Linked DNA regions of Ovis aries: region 2 is linked to region 1. Evidence: chromatin contacts called from public Hi-C data. All regions are on one chromosome and are shown on one strand. Each heading gives the region's core, a stretch centred on a gene start, on an enhancer-like site or on the middle of the called end of the contact. The rest is flanking DNA. Distances are from core to core; before and after follow the strand shown.

The links. Hi-C and Micro-C count contacts between places; a contact is called where the count stands out from the background.
Region 2: a contact with region 1 is called in a Hi-C map of liver, with 5 times the contacts expected there. The contact joins the promoter of STRN4 here to the enhancer-like site in region 1. A contact is called at or near these places in 9 of 16 Hi-C or Micro-C datasets (blood, hypothalamus, liver and 5 more).

Annotation. Positions count from the first base shown.
Region 1 is chr14:53,586,646-53,593,570 of ARS-UI_Ramb_v3.0, forward strand. PRKD2 (protein kinase D2) reads right to left here. Exons shown (of 19, transcript XM_042232217.2): 4 at 2,972-3,103. Among named protein-coding and RNA genes, the nearest start is that of PRKD2, 7.1 kb to the right of the region's middle. Within about 2 kb of position 2,891, at least 5 of the 54 cell types and tissues checked have an H3K27ac peak or open chromatin away from gene starts, as enhancers often do. A contact at or near this core is called in liver, where this site is marked.
Region 2 is chr14:53,620,415-53,627,339 of ARS-UI_Ramb_v3.0, forward strand. STRN4 (striatin 4) reads right to left here and starts at 4,023. Exons shown (of 18, transcript XM_027978522.3): 1 at 3,708-4,023. The coding sequence starts at 3,992. It overlaps FKRP (fukutin related protein), which reads left to right and starts at 3,607. Exons shown (of 3, transcript XM_042232219.1): 1 at 3,607-3,651; 2 at 5,074-5,204.

The DNA.
Region 1 (6,925 bases), core at 1,641-4,140:
AACTACAAAACCCAATTCAGGCAGAACTGCTAAGGGCTGAGAGACTGCAGGAATAAAGGTCTGGGGAATTCCCTGGCAGTCCTGTGGTTAGGACTCTGCGTTTTCGCAGTTGAGGATGCCGTGCAATCCCTGGTTGGGAAAATAAGCTCCAAGATGCGTAGGGCAGCCAGAAAAGAGAGAAAGAAAGGTTTGGGCCACCACCCTGGGCAGGTGAGGTGTTGGCTGAGGGCGAGGGAAACATGGACCAGGCAGTGGAGAAGGAAGACAAGGAAGCCAAAGCCACGTGGCTAGTTGCAGCCCCGAGGACTTCACAGTTATGACTATTTCTTCCTTACTTTGTTATGAATACATGCGGATACCAAATATTTTCTTCTTCCCTCTTCTACCCCGTTATCCTATAACATATTAATAATAACTAGCTTTATATCATGGGCTTTCCTGGTAGCTCAGACGGTAAAGCGTCTGCCTACAATGCGGGATACCTGGGTTCGATCCCTGGGTGGGAAAGATCCCCTGGAGAAGGCAATGGCAACCCACTCCAGTATTCTTGCCTGGAAAATCCCATGGACGGAGGAGCCTGGTAGGCTACAGTCCATAGGGTCGCAAAGAGTTGGACACGACTAAGCGACTTCACCTCACTTATATCATGATAGTAAGTTGTTGTTCAGTTGCTAAGTCGTGTCTGACTCTTTTGCCACCCCATGGACTGTAGCCTACCAGGCTCCTCTGTACCTGGGATTTTCCAAGGCAAGAATTCTGGAGTGGGTTGTCATTTCCTTCTCCAGGGGATCTACCCGACCCAGGGATTGAACCCTCGTCTCCTTCATTGGCAGGCGGATTCTTTGCCACTGAGAAAACTGGAGAGTCCCAATATCTAAGTTACAGGATATCAAAGGAGAAAAGGGACTGTCACATGAGGGCATTGCCTTCTGGAGAAAGAGCACATTTTCAGTCCCACTCTGGATGGTTGTATCATATCAGGTGGAAGTGTGACTTTGTTCTTTCTTTTCTATTTTTAATCCTTGACCATGATAGAGTCAGGCTCAGCTTGTCATTTCCTACTGGACTTCCTGAATGCTTCTCCATACATCTCTGATAATTCCAGATGACTCCAGGACTGCCCTCTGGAGCAAAGAATCTTCCTTCAGGGACTCCCTTGCCTAAGACTCCATGCTTTCCAATGCAAGGGGCCTGGGTTTGATTCCTGGTCAGGGAAATAGATACCACATGCTCCAACTAACAGCTGGAATGCTGCAACTAAAATCCAGCGCAGCCAAACAGATAAAGAAATACTAAAAAAAAAAAAAAAAAAAAAGGAAAGAAAATGTTCCTCCATCCTTTGGAAACTTCTTTTGAAACATCTCATGAAACCTGTCTTCTGGCAGCCTGCCTGCTACAGACTTTCCTGCTCAGCAATTCCTCCTCCTAGACAGTCTCGAATGCAAAGTGTCACAACTGCAAATGCAAGCCTCAGGACCGCTGTTGGCACTGCTAGGAGTTCCAGGATGGCAAATCGCACACAGGAACCATGTCTCAATTTGTCTTTAATCACTCACATGCTTCACAGAATTTCAGAAACTCATCTTTGACTCCTAGCACGAATACCGAAGTGGAGTCAATCTCCTGTAGGAAGGTTGTCACTAGCATTAAGGACAGACATTTGGGCCTCTTTTGGAACCATGTGTACTTGGACCATCATCTGTGATGCCAGGCCAATGAAGTCCACTTGGAGAATGGCCATTAGAACTTAATGACACCAGGAACACACCGTGATGAAGGTTATGCAAACCAAGACATCAAGAGTCGGATACGATGTGTGGACGATGGCAATATTGATAGCAGCTTTGAATGCACTAAATTGGCTTTTGTGGGCCTAATACAGCTATTATCTCTAGAGCCCTTAAATAATGCCACAAGTGTATTTAATTATGCTTTGCTTTTTGTTGTTGTTTTTTGGCCATGCGGCATGCAGGATCTTATTTCCCCAACCAGGGGTCGAATCTGTGTCCCCTGCAGTGGAAGAGTGGAGTCTTAACCACTGGCCCACCAGGGAAGTCCTCCACAAGCATATTTAGGGCTGCCATTGCTGCTCAGTAGCTTCAGTCATGTGCAACTCTTTGCAACCCCATAGACTGTAGCCTGGGCTTCCCTGGTGGCTTAGTGGTAAACAATCTGCCTGCAATGCAGGAGCCGCAGGAGACATGGGTTTGATTCCTGAGTCAGGAAGATCCCTTGGAGGAGGGCATGGCAACCCACTTCAGTATTCTTGCCTGGAGAATCCCATGGATAGAGGAGCCTGGCGGGCTACGGTCCATGGGGTTGCAGAGTCGGACATGACTGAAGCGACTTAGCATTCATGCAAGTATTTGGCGATGTGATTCAAGTCCACAATCAGCTGACTTTAAGGGAGGGAAATCATCCTAGTTAATCTGGGTGGGCCTGTTTCAGTCAGTTGAAAGGTTTAAAGAGCAACCTGAGATTTCCCAGGTGGAAAGACGTTTCAGCTCTTGCCAGGGCTCCAGCTTGCCCTTCCTGACGACCCACCCCGTGGATTTCAGAGTTGCCAGCGGCCACAATCCTGGAAGCCAATTCCTTCCGCCCAAATCCCTTAATATGTGCTCCCCACAGGTTCTGTTTCTCCCGTTGGTGCCTGACTGGTACGGGTTCCGCTCTCTTCTCCATCACCCCTTTTCTACCCCAACTCCTCTCTCTTACGTCTCCCTCGGAGCTCCACCTCCCAGTCCCCACCCTCCACCCCCAAACCGAGTCCCACCCAGATCCCGCCCCCAACCCAGGCCCCGCCTCCTGCCCCACCTCCAGTTCCTCTCCCAAGCCCTGCCTCTGGGCGCTCACCTCGCCTTCCGAGCTCCCCCTCTTAGGCCCCGCCTCCAGGTCCTGAGCTCCACCTCGGCCCCGCCCTCGCGCCCACGCCCTTCCTCTTGGCCCCGCCTCCAGCCCCTCGGTCTCTCACCATCACACTTGAGGCCCTGGCGAACTAGGCCGAAGAGCATTTCTCCGCAATGGTCGCAGAAGGCAGGCGCTCGGTACGAATGCACGGTGAGGGCATGCGGGCGGATCTGGAAGTCCTCAAAAGTGGCCGAAGCTGCAGGCAGCAGGGAGGGGCGCATGGTTGAGCCGCGACCAGCGGTGGCCATTTCAGCCTCCGCGTTCCCAGGTTTCTCAACAGTCCTCCCGGCTGCAAGGTTTGATCTCTCTTTCAATCATTTACTCGCATCCTACATTCGACCTGGGTTCAAATCCCAGCTCCACCACTGGCCAGAACACCTATGTACCTATGCCAGGAGCTGAGGGGAGGGGGAATGGGGAGTTGTTTCATGGGTACAGAGTTCCAGTTTTGCAATCTGAAAGCAGTTTTGGAGGTTGATTGCATAACAATGTGAGTGCGATGAACACTGCTAAACACTGGACTTTTAAAATGGTTAAGATGGCAGTTTTATCTTATGTATATTTCATCACAATTTTAAAATGTTTAACTAAAAGAAAATACAAATGCTTGGGTCCCACCCTCAGAGTTTCTGATCTACTTGATCTGGGAAGTGTAAAAAAAAGAGAGAGAAAGAGAAAGACAAAACAAAAGAAAAATACCTATGTTTCTCACTTTTCCCATCCGTAAAATGGAAATTCAACAAATTAATTACTGGATATTGTTCCAGGGGCTGGGGACACTACAGAGAACAACACAGACAAAACCTCTGCCTGGCCTCTAGTAAGGGAGACTGACAAACAAAATGAGGAAGAGAAATACTCTCATTTAACAGTCTCTCAATCTAGCAGTTACTCTGTGCCAGGCGCTATGCTGAGTTGCTGTCGCTGTTTAGCTGTTAAGTTGTGTTAGAGTCTTTTGTGGAGTCTGTAGCCCGCCATGGGATTTCCCAGGCAAGAATACTAGGGTGGGCTGCCATTTCCTTCTCCAGGGGATCTTTCTGGTCCAGGGATCACACCTGTGTCTCCTGCGTTGGCAGGTGGGTTCTCTACCACTGAGCCACCGAGCCACACTGTGCTGAGTACTTTATAATATTAACAAATTTACCCTTATCAAGAGCCCACTGAGGTACATGATTATCCCTATTTTCTAGATGAAAAGACTACAGCGCAGATAGGTGAAGCAATCTGCCCAAGGTCAGTTAGCAAGGTGCAGAACTCAGATTCAGATCCAGGCCAGGGTGGCTCTAGAGTTCATGCTTTTAACCCTGTACTTTAGAGTGTCAGTTGCTAGTTGCGTCTAACTCTTTGCGAGCCCATGGACCATAGCCCGCCAGGATCCTCTGTCTGTGGGATTCTCCAGGCAAGAATACTAGAGTGGGTTGCCATTCCCTTCTCCAGGGGATCTTCCTGAGCCACTATACATACTGCTTCTGAAATTTTTAAGCAATAAAATATACACTAAGTGAGAAGTCAGTAAATGCTTGGGAGAAAAATTAAGCAAAGAGGTTAGATAGGGAAGATGCAAGAGGTACCATTTTAAATAGGTGGTCAGGGGAAGTCCCTGGCGGTCCAGTGGTTAGGACTTGGTGCTTTCACTGCCTGGGGCTGGGGATCAGTCCCTGGCTGGGGAACTGAGATCCTCGAAAGCTGTGCTGCACGGCCAAAATAAAATAGGTAGTCAGGGAAGGCTTTCTTGAGGAGATGACATGAGGATATAGGCCTGAAAAAGGTCAGAGTCTGGGCCACGAAGGAATCTAGCACAGAACAGGCTCAGTATCTTTTTTCTTTCTTTTAAGTATTTATTTGGCTGCACTGGATCTTAGCTGTGGGATGTGGGATCTAGTTCCTCAACCAGAGATCGAACCCGGGCCTCCTGCATTGCGAGCACAGAGTCTTAGCCACTGGACTACCAGGGATGTCTCTGTGCCCAGTATCTTAATACTATCTGCTTACAGTTCTTTTTTATGAGTTAAATGAATATATGGAAAGCTTTATTTTTTTGTTTTGTTTTGTTTTGCGCCTTACCACATTGCTGGTGGGATTTTACTTCCCAGACCAGGGATTAAACCTGGGCCCTTGGCAGTGAGCTTGGAGACCTAACAACTGGACTGCCAGGGAAGTCCTGGAAACCTGTTAAAACAGTGCCTGACACAGAGAAAATGCTCAATAATATGTTAGCTATTGTTTTTAAAGTTTTGTTTTTGGACTAAATCTTGTTGGGCTCCCTACCCCCACCCCAATTTTTGTCTATCATTAAGTTACCTTTCTTATATTATGCAACTGAAAGGGGACTGGGTTCTATGTGCCAAGCACTGTTTACACACTCAGGATAAAGCTCTGAACAAGGGAGATTTTTTGCCCCACTCTCAGAGAGCATTCTTTTAGGAAAGAGACAAGAAACACACACACACACACACACACAAAGAATAGGGACTTCCTGGTGATTCAGTGGCTAAGATTCTGCATTCCCAATGCAGGAGGCCCAGGTTTGATCTAGTCCAGGGAACTAGATCCCACAAGCCAAAAAAAAGACCTGGCGCAGCAAAATAAGTAAAGAAATGTTAAAAAAAAAACAAAACACCAAAAGCCAAAACCAAAAACAAAACAGCAAGGGCAAAGGCCCTGAGGTGGGAGGGAGCTTGGCTTCTTCAAGGGACAGAAGGCAGACAAGATGGTTGGAAGAAAGAAAGAAGGACAGTGTTAAGAGATGAATTCACGGAATTGCCACGGGCCGGGTCATGCACAGCCTTGAGACCACATTGAGGAGGAGTTTGCATTTTTTTCTTCCAAGGGTACTGGGGGGCCATGGGAGGATTCTCAACAGTGGAATGTCATGAGTTGACTTAGGTGTTACTGCAATAATCTAGGCAGGAAGTGATGGCGGCTTGGATCCATGGAGAGAATAAGAAATAGCTTCAGGATGTAAATTAAGGGTGAAATCAGTAGGTCTGATGATGGACCAAGTAAAGGGGTACGAGAAAAAGAAGAGTCAGGGATGACCCAAGGTTTGGGGCATGAGCACCTGTGTGAATGGTGATATCCTTCACCAAGCTGGAGAAGATTGTGGGAAAGGAAGGGTTAGAAGGGCAGGGGACTTCCCTGGTGGTCCAGTGGTTGAGACACTGCGCTTCCACTGCAGAAGGCATGGGTCCAATCCTTGGTGGGGGAACTAAGATCCCATATGCCCAGCGGTGCAACAAAAAAAAGAAGGCAAAATCAAGATTTCTGTCTTGGACAGGCTATATCTGAGATGCCTGGAGGCACCCGGTGAAAGCATCAAGAAGACAGCTACATGAACAAGACTAGGGTCTGGGGGGAGACCAGGATGCAGATAAACATCCAAGGGTTGTGAGACTCCAGGAGGGAGGTAAATCCAAACTTCTAATTGTCATCCATCCATCCAGCAAATTTTACTGAGCATTGCAGCACTCAGGGCGGGGGGTGGAGGTGGGGGCAGGGGGGGACACACAGCCTGAGTAAGGAAGGTGCTTCCCATCCACCTCAGCCTTTCTGAAAGAACCAAGGGCTAAAGATTCCTCTAAGTGCTGAGAGCTTGCGCATCTATCAAATGGGAATGGCCAGTGGGTGGGCTAGATTCTGGCTGAAAATCCAGGTGCCCGGGGTTTCATCTCCTGCTGCAGAATCTGACTGAATTAAGCATGTCATCGAGAGGAGACACAGACAGCAAAACATTTTGAACTTTATATCAAGGTGACGCGTAGGTCTAGAAAGGGTCAAATCAGAAACACATAGCTCCATGAACCGTCAAACTGTTTACGCCGTGTCACCAGCGTCCTGATGGATAAATGGAAGTTTCAACCACTGTGACCCGCCCCCCACCCCCTCGCCCACCGCAGCTTCCTCAGAGGCACCCACTCTCCTGGCTTCTGCCAAAATAGCGTAAATGTCTTTGTGCTTCGTAAATGGCATGATTCAATGCCTAGCTTAGCTTTTGTCCCTTAAGCAAGGTGTGTGAGAT
Region 2 (6,925 bases), core at 2,773-5,272, 35 kb after region 1:
GAAGAACATCACTCTGCTCTGTGGTCCCCTCCCCAGTTCCTCCAGCAAAGAAAGGAGAAGGAGAACCAGAAACACGTGGGTGAAGGGTCCTGAGCTGGTGGAATGCCACAGAGAGGGGAAGCGCTGGGGGCCTGGCCCTCCCACCCTGCGCACACCTGAGGTCACAGCCACATGGCTGTGGCTCCCTGACCTGCCGGGCCGCGGTGGGCCAGCAGGCAAGGCTGGGATCTGGAAGTTCTCTACCCAACCAGCACCTCCACCCACTGCCACTGAGACAGGGCGGCCGCCTCTCCTCCGGCTGTTCCCTCCCCATCCAGGCGGCACAGGAGGAACCTGGCTATCTCAGTCCTCCCGCGAGCCCTTGCTGACTCTCCCCATCCCAAGCTTTCTGTCCCACCCCTCCCGGTCCCTTCAGTACCATCTGGCCCTGTGTCTCCTGCACTCCACTCCCTCCTCCCCAGGCTCTGGCAGGGTTGAGTCCCTGTGGATCCCTCCAAGCTCCTTGTGAGGCTGGCGGGGGTGGGGGGGGGGGGCGCAGGGGGCAGGGACCAGCTCCCCATCTTCTCCACCTGCAGCAGTGTACTCGCTGCCTCTGCTCATCCCTGAATGTCCAGTCAGACCCCACCCCCACCCCTCAAGGTTCCTCTTGTCCTCAAAAAAGCTCACTGCCCTTTGCAGAAGTGCCACAGCCACACCACTGAAACCTCAACTGCGTGTGAACCTCTGTAACCTCCTGCGCAAACCAGCCTTCTCCGTTAGCCTGGAAGTTTCTGAAGGGCAGAAACCTCACCACCACCTTCTCTGAATCCCCCATGATGCCAGCTTCCTGCTCCCATCTTCCAGGCGCCTCCTGGCAGGACCTCCCAAGAAGTTGTCTTTTCTGCCATTCCCCCACACTGACTGTCTGGTGCCAGGAGCAGCTGCACAAAGAAGCTATTTGGAGAAGAGGTATTCGGGGTTTATGGGGAAAATCTGACGCAGTCCCGGCCTTGAAGGTTCTCGCGGGAGAAGTCACACCTCTCTAAGTGATAAGTGCTCAAGTAAAAGTGTATAAAAAGAGGTGCTGCTGCGGGGAGTGTACATGTGGGACAACTTGGCAGAACCAATCACCAGTTTATAAACACGTCTGTTCTACCACCCCACCTGTTTATTCTGCTGTACACTCACTCAGGAGGGAATACGAGGACAGTCCCTGCGGCCACTTCCAATGGGCAAAAAGTGGAAACTACCAAAAAATCCATTAAGGGGACACAAACTAAATGAGCTGTGGTGCAGACACCGGCGGGGTGCAGTTCCCAAAAATAATAAGCGCTCTGTGTGCTCATATGAAAAAAACGCAAAGATATATAAGTAGGTGAAAATAAGTCACAAAATGATGCATGTAATAGCATGTAAAAGGCGGGAGGAGAAGGGGACAACGACAGAGGACGAGATGGCTGGATGGCATCACCGACTTGAGGGACATGAGTCTGAGTAAACTCCGGGAGCTGGTGATGGGCAGGGAAGCCTGGCGTGCTGCAGTCCATGGGGTCACAAAGAGTCAGACACGACTGAGCGACTGAACTGAACTGAATAGGATTTCATATATTACACACACAGAGCTGAATTACTTTTATAGCAATAATAGGGTTTCGGGGAGTGGCTCTTTCCCTTCTCACTCACTTGGTGTGTGTACATCTACACACACAGGCACTTCTGAGATCCTTGAAATTTACTAATGTAACAGAACGATAACAACAAAGGGGTACAAAGTAAACGACGCTGGAGCCTGGACGCATCGTTCCTCTTGCTGGTCTCAAAGGTGAGGCAGCGGCGTGGTGGGTGCTGCAGGGTACCCTCGTCTCCTATGGCCGCCTGGATGACCCTGGGAAGGTCACTGAGCTTCCCTGAAACAAGCCTGTCATCTGTCCTGGGCGTCAGACAGGTATGGGCTTGAAAGTCCACAGACCACCCCTGCCACCCACAGGCTATGATCCTTGATATACGACTGACCTTCTCAAAGTCTCCACTTCCTCTTTTATTTTTGAAAAGGAAGGGAAGGGGAATAACATCCCTCACCCTCCCAGAATGTTGCAAGGACTAAGTGATACCATGTATCTGCTGTGTCTAACACAGTGTCTCACCCATAATACAAACTCAATAAACAGCAGCTGCTATTATAATTGCTAAATAAGGGCAACGTCCTTGGCCCTGTCTTCACAATGGGGGTATTGAGAAGATCTAATAAGACGTACAGATGGGATATCATAGCAAGGGGTACTTAGGTAAGGCTTTCTCTCCCACTCTAACCCCAAGCCTCAGCCACCACACAGTGAAGATCCCTTTCAGGGTGGGAGAAGTGTGGGATGCTCTCTTTAATCATCCTAGGGAGAAAATTCTAATCTGGTTATTTACTTGGGTCCCCACCTCAACCAGATACGAAACAGCAACTGAAAAGAGGAAAGACCAGATGCTAGAAGGAGATACTGACTTTGCTAACAATGCCCCAACCCTCCAAATCCTCGCCACTGGGATACCCAGGCTCCTCAGGACACTCTGCTAATCGACCCACAGTTCTCAAGGTCACAAAACCCAGCCCAGCTCCTCAGCCTCTTCCAAACATCTCAGGACACCTTCCTCCCTGAATCTACTCCACAAACCATAGGATCTTTTCCCAGAAACTTCCACAAACACCTCCCACCCCAGGATCCTTCTGAAATGTTTCCTCTGGCTGTCTTCCTGCTCTCCAAAAAGGCTCCCCTTGCCATGCCCCAGGTTCCCCGATTCCTCTTCACTGTCTCCATCCTACCGCCCCTCTCCACAGCTGGCCAAGTTTGACCCTCCCATACTCCAGTTCGGGGGTTCTCCATCTGACATCCCACACACCTCACCTCCCATCTCACGGCGGGGGCCCCCACATCCCCAAAGAGTTTCGGCTCTCCGTTCTCTTCCAACACAGGCTCCTGGCTCACGTCCTGGCTCCATCCGTGCTTCCAACCCTGGGACCCCTCCCCTGCACGCGGAAGCCAGGCCTGCCAGGGCTCCCCAAAGTTTCCTCCTCAGAGGAGAGGACACACACCTTCACGCCCCCCACCTCGCGCCCGGAGACCTTGCTCCGCATCCTTGGAGTCCTCAACACCACCGTCATTCAGTCCCTCCAGTCCAAACGCTCCGAAACACACACGCGTCCCGGGCTCCCTGACTTCCTCTCTCGACTCACGCGGGCTCCCCGCCCCGCTCTCGCCCCCGGCTGATCGCAGTCACCCCCGACGCCCCCTCTCCCCCGCCCGGGGTCCATCGGGCTCCGCCTCCGGCGCGCACCTGGTCGGGGGCGGAATGGGGAGTCCCTCGTGCGGCACCCTGGGAGCTGCCGGCTCACTCGTACACAAGACCCCTCATCCCCTCCCAACGCTTCGCGGAGCTCTCCCGGGGCGCCTCGGGGCTCCGCGGCCCCTCTCCCAGGAACCTTTCCGCCGGCCGGCTCGCTCCCACTTCCAGCAGGCCCGGGGGCCCCGCGCCGCCTCCTCCCGGCGACCGCGCGGGCCGCCCTCCCGCCGCCGGCCGCCCCTCGGCCGGCCCCTCACTCCGGCTCCCGGCCGGTCGCCGTCCCCGCCCGCCCCCCCGGCCGTCCCGGCGGCCATTGCTCCAAGATGGCGGCGGCGGCGGCGGCGGGTGAGGCTGGGCCGGGCCGGGCGGGCGGGGGCCGGGGGTCCCGGGGCGGTGCTCACCTGCAGCTCGGCGCGCTCGGCCTCCCAGCGGGCCTTCTCCGCTTCGAAGCGCGCCCACTCGTGCTGGATAAAGTGTAGGATCCCGGGCAGGCTCAGGGGCTCCGGTCCCGCTGCGGGACCCGGGCTGCCTCCGCCGCCGCCGCCTCCCTTGGCAGCCGGGCCGGGCCCCGGGGCGGGGGCGGAGACCAGGGCCGCCCCCGTCGGGCCGGGGCCCGCGCCGGAGCCCAGCGGGCGGCAGGAGGAGGCGGCGGCGGCGACGGCGGCGGCCGCTCGCTCCTCCATCATGGAGGCCCCGGGGCCGGCCCGCGCGCCCGCTGTGCCTCGCGCGCCTGCGCGGCCGCGCCAGCCCTCGCGCGCGCGCTCGGCGGGGGCCGGGGGGGCGGGTGACGGGAACGAAGTCGGGCGCGCGCCTCGCCCACCCGGGTCGACCCCGAAGGCGCGCGCGTGGGAGGGGGCGCGGGGCGGAAAGGGGGCGCGCGCCCGGAGGAGGGCAAACGCGACCCAGGCTCCGCGCGAGGGTCGCCCATGGGAAACGCGGTACTTGGGGGGGGGGACCGCTTTCTACCCCCCTCCTCCCGTTTCATCCCAAAGAAAGACTCTAGCCCTCTCCAGACCCAAATAGCACTCTCCTCCACAATCACTGTCACTCTTTGAGGGAAAGAACGACCACCAGGGGTGGTTTCAGCAATGGCCCCATCCTGATTTCTGGCCCAGGTCGGTTGTCATGGTAACTCCTCCCAATCTGGAACACCCTTAGCCTCCTCTCCCTTCCACCTTTGTGGTTATGGAGCTCCAACTCTCTCCTGGCCCTGCACCAGGAAGAGGTTGCTAAGGTAACCCAAGTCTCTGGTGGTCCTTATGCCCCTACCCACATCGGTTACTATGGCAACCTCACCCAGCCCTCAGGGAGAAAGGACCCCAGCCCCAAGGACAGTGCTAAGGGAAGCAGCTCTTTCCCAGCCCCTCCCCCCAGCCACACAGTTGGCATTACCATGGTAACCATCTCCCCTTTCCCATCGTGGGAGGTCTGTGGACCAAACCAACCAGGTGTTTTTATTTAGAGGAGATGCTCTGCTGAGAAGTAGTTGCTATGGTTACAAGGCCTGGACCATCCCCAGAGAGGTGAGAAACAAGCAAAGCCAAGTCCTGGTTACTATGGTAATGGGGGCAGTCCCCCTTCCAGTGACCCTAAGACCCACCAAGGTAAAGGACATTTTAAGATTGTCTCTCAGGATGGAGTGGATCTAGGGAAGGGGTTGTCATGGTAATACCTTCTGTCACTTCTAGTCTTACCTTTCTGGACACATTTATGAAAGAAGAGGTGGTTATACATTGCTATGACATCCTTCCCATCTCACTTTTGTAGGTGAGATGAAATTGTGTTCTATTGTGTGAAATTGACTGATTGAGGGTCTCCTGGTTTCTCCTTCCTCAGCGATGCAGCTGAGCTGGGCTGGAACTGCTCCCCTGAAGCTCCCTTATCCTGCAACCTAAAAGGTAAGAAATCTCTCAGTGTTACCAGCAATCACGGGAAAACTGCCCTTGTCCCCAAAGGTTTCTCCACATGTCAGATGTTTTCTTTATCCATTACATTACCATTCTAGAGCTGCAGCCAGGTGAAGCCTGGCCTGAAGTGAGCATAGATCCCCTTACACTGTTTCGTGGGCAATGGTAGGACAGTCTCAGCTTAACAGTCCTCTCCTCACCTGACCACTTTTTCTCTCTCACAGCCCCCTTTTGTTTTCCTGCTCTATCTGTAAGTTGTTTGCAGGGATTTTGTCTGTCTTGCAACCTCTGGAAGGATGTGCCCAACCACTGTCTGGTTCATCCAGGGTCTCCAGAACACAGAGGACACTCAATAAATACCTGTTTGTTGAGTGACGAGTTAATTAATTAACGGGCCATATTCAGCTTTGAAAGCACCTGTTAGGTGAGGACTGGGAAAAGAGGGTTGTCTCACTGAAGATGGGCTGAATTGGACTATCTTTGTGGACCCAAAAGAGACAGCTAAGTTTATTGGCTAAAATCACAACTCTGAACCCAGCTTCCCAATCCAATCCTGGGTTTGCCACTTCCCCGCTGTGTGACCTGGAGCAAGTGACCTCACTTTTCTGTGCCTCAGTTTCCTCATCTTTTAATGTGATCAAATGTGAAGATTAAATAAGTTGATACTGGTAAAATGCTTAGAATACAGTCTGGCACATCATGAGTGGCTAGAATTTTTGATATTATTATGATCCTGTTATGATCTTTCAGAAGCCTCGTTTCATCCCCTTGGCCCCAGTGTTTTTGAGTCCTTACAGTTGGGGAAGCCAAGACTGACCTTGTCATGGAACAAGATGAGTCTTCTTTCTTCACGGTCCCATCGCCTCCTCATTTGGCTCTCACACCACTGGTCTCTGAGAAACCAGCTCCTGTCCTGTGTTCTATTGGGTGCCTCCTGGCCCAGAGTCAGCCAGACAGTGCCTAGTGAGAGTCAGGGCCAGGGGATGGAGACCTGGATTCTGCTCCCTCTGGCCTTCCTCTCTATGGGGCTCATGTTCCCCATTTGAATAAGAGGAATCAGTCATTCTTTCCACGCAAATTTATTGAGCACCTGGAGTGGGCAGGGTACTGAGCCATGTTCCAGGTATACAACATGAAACAGAATAGACAAAGCAAGACACAAGATAAGTCACATCTACATAAGAACAACTGGGAGAGGAAGAAAGACATAGGAAGTATGGGGGTGCTAGGGTGAGGCGCTGTAAGTAGGGTTGCCAAAGGAAGGGGCCAAGATCTGATGGCTGGCGGGGCAGGGTGGGGGGCATCCAGCTGCTGCCGGGCCGGGAGAGCGTCCAGTCAGAGGGAACAAGCTGCAGCTGAGTAGGAGAGGGCAGGGATCATGTGGGGCCTTGTGGGTCCCAGTGAAGATTCTGGCCCTCCATTTGAGCAAGTCTCCAGCCACAGAAGGTTTGAGAGCAGATGCAGGCAGGATCTAATTCAAGGTCGAACAGGATCCCTCTGGGCTCCGAGGGGGACCCAGACCATAGAGGACAAGGGTGAAGCAGCAGGATGGTCTCTATTTTTTTGTAAGTGAAGCCAGGCAATCCTCAATTTTTCAGTTTTACTTTTTGGCCACACGGCAGCATGTGCAATTCTCAGTTCCCTGACCAGAGATTGAACCCGCATTGGAAGCGCAGAGTCTTAACCACTGGACCACCAGGGAAGTCCCAGGA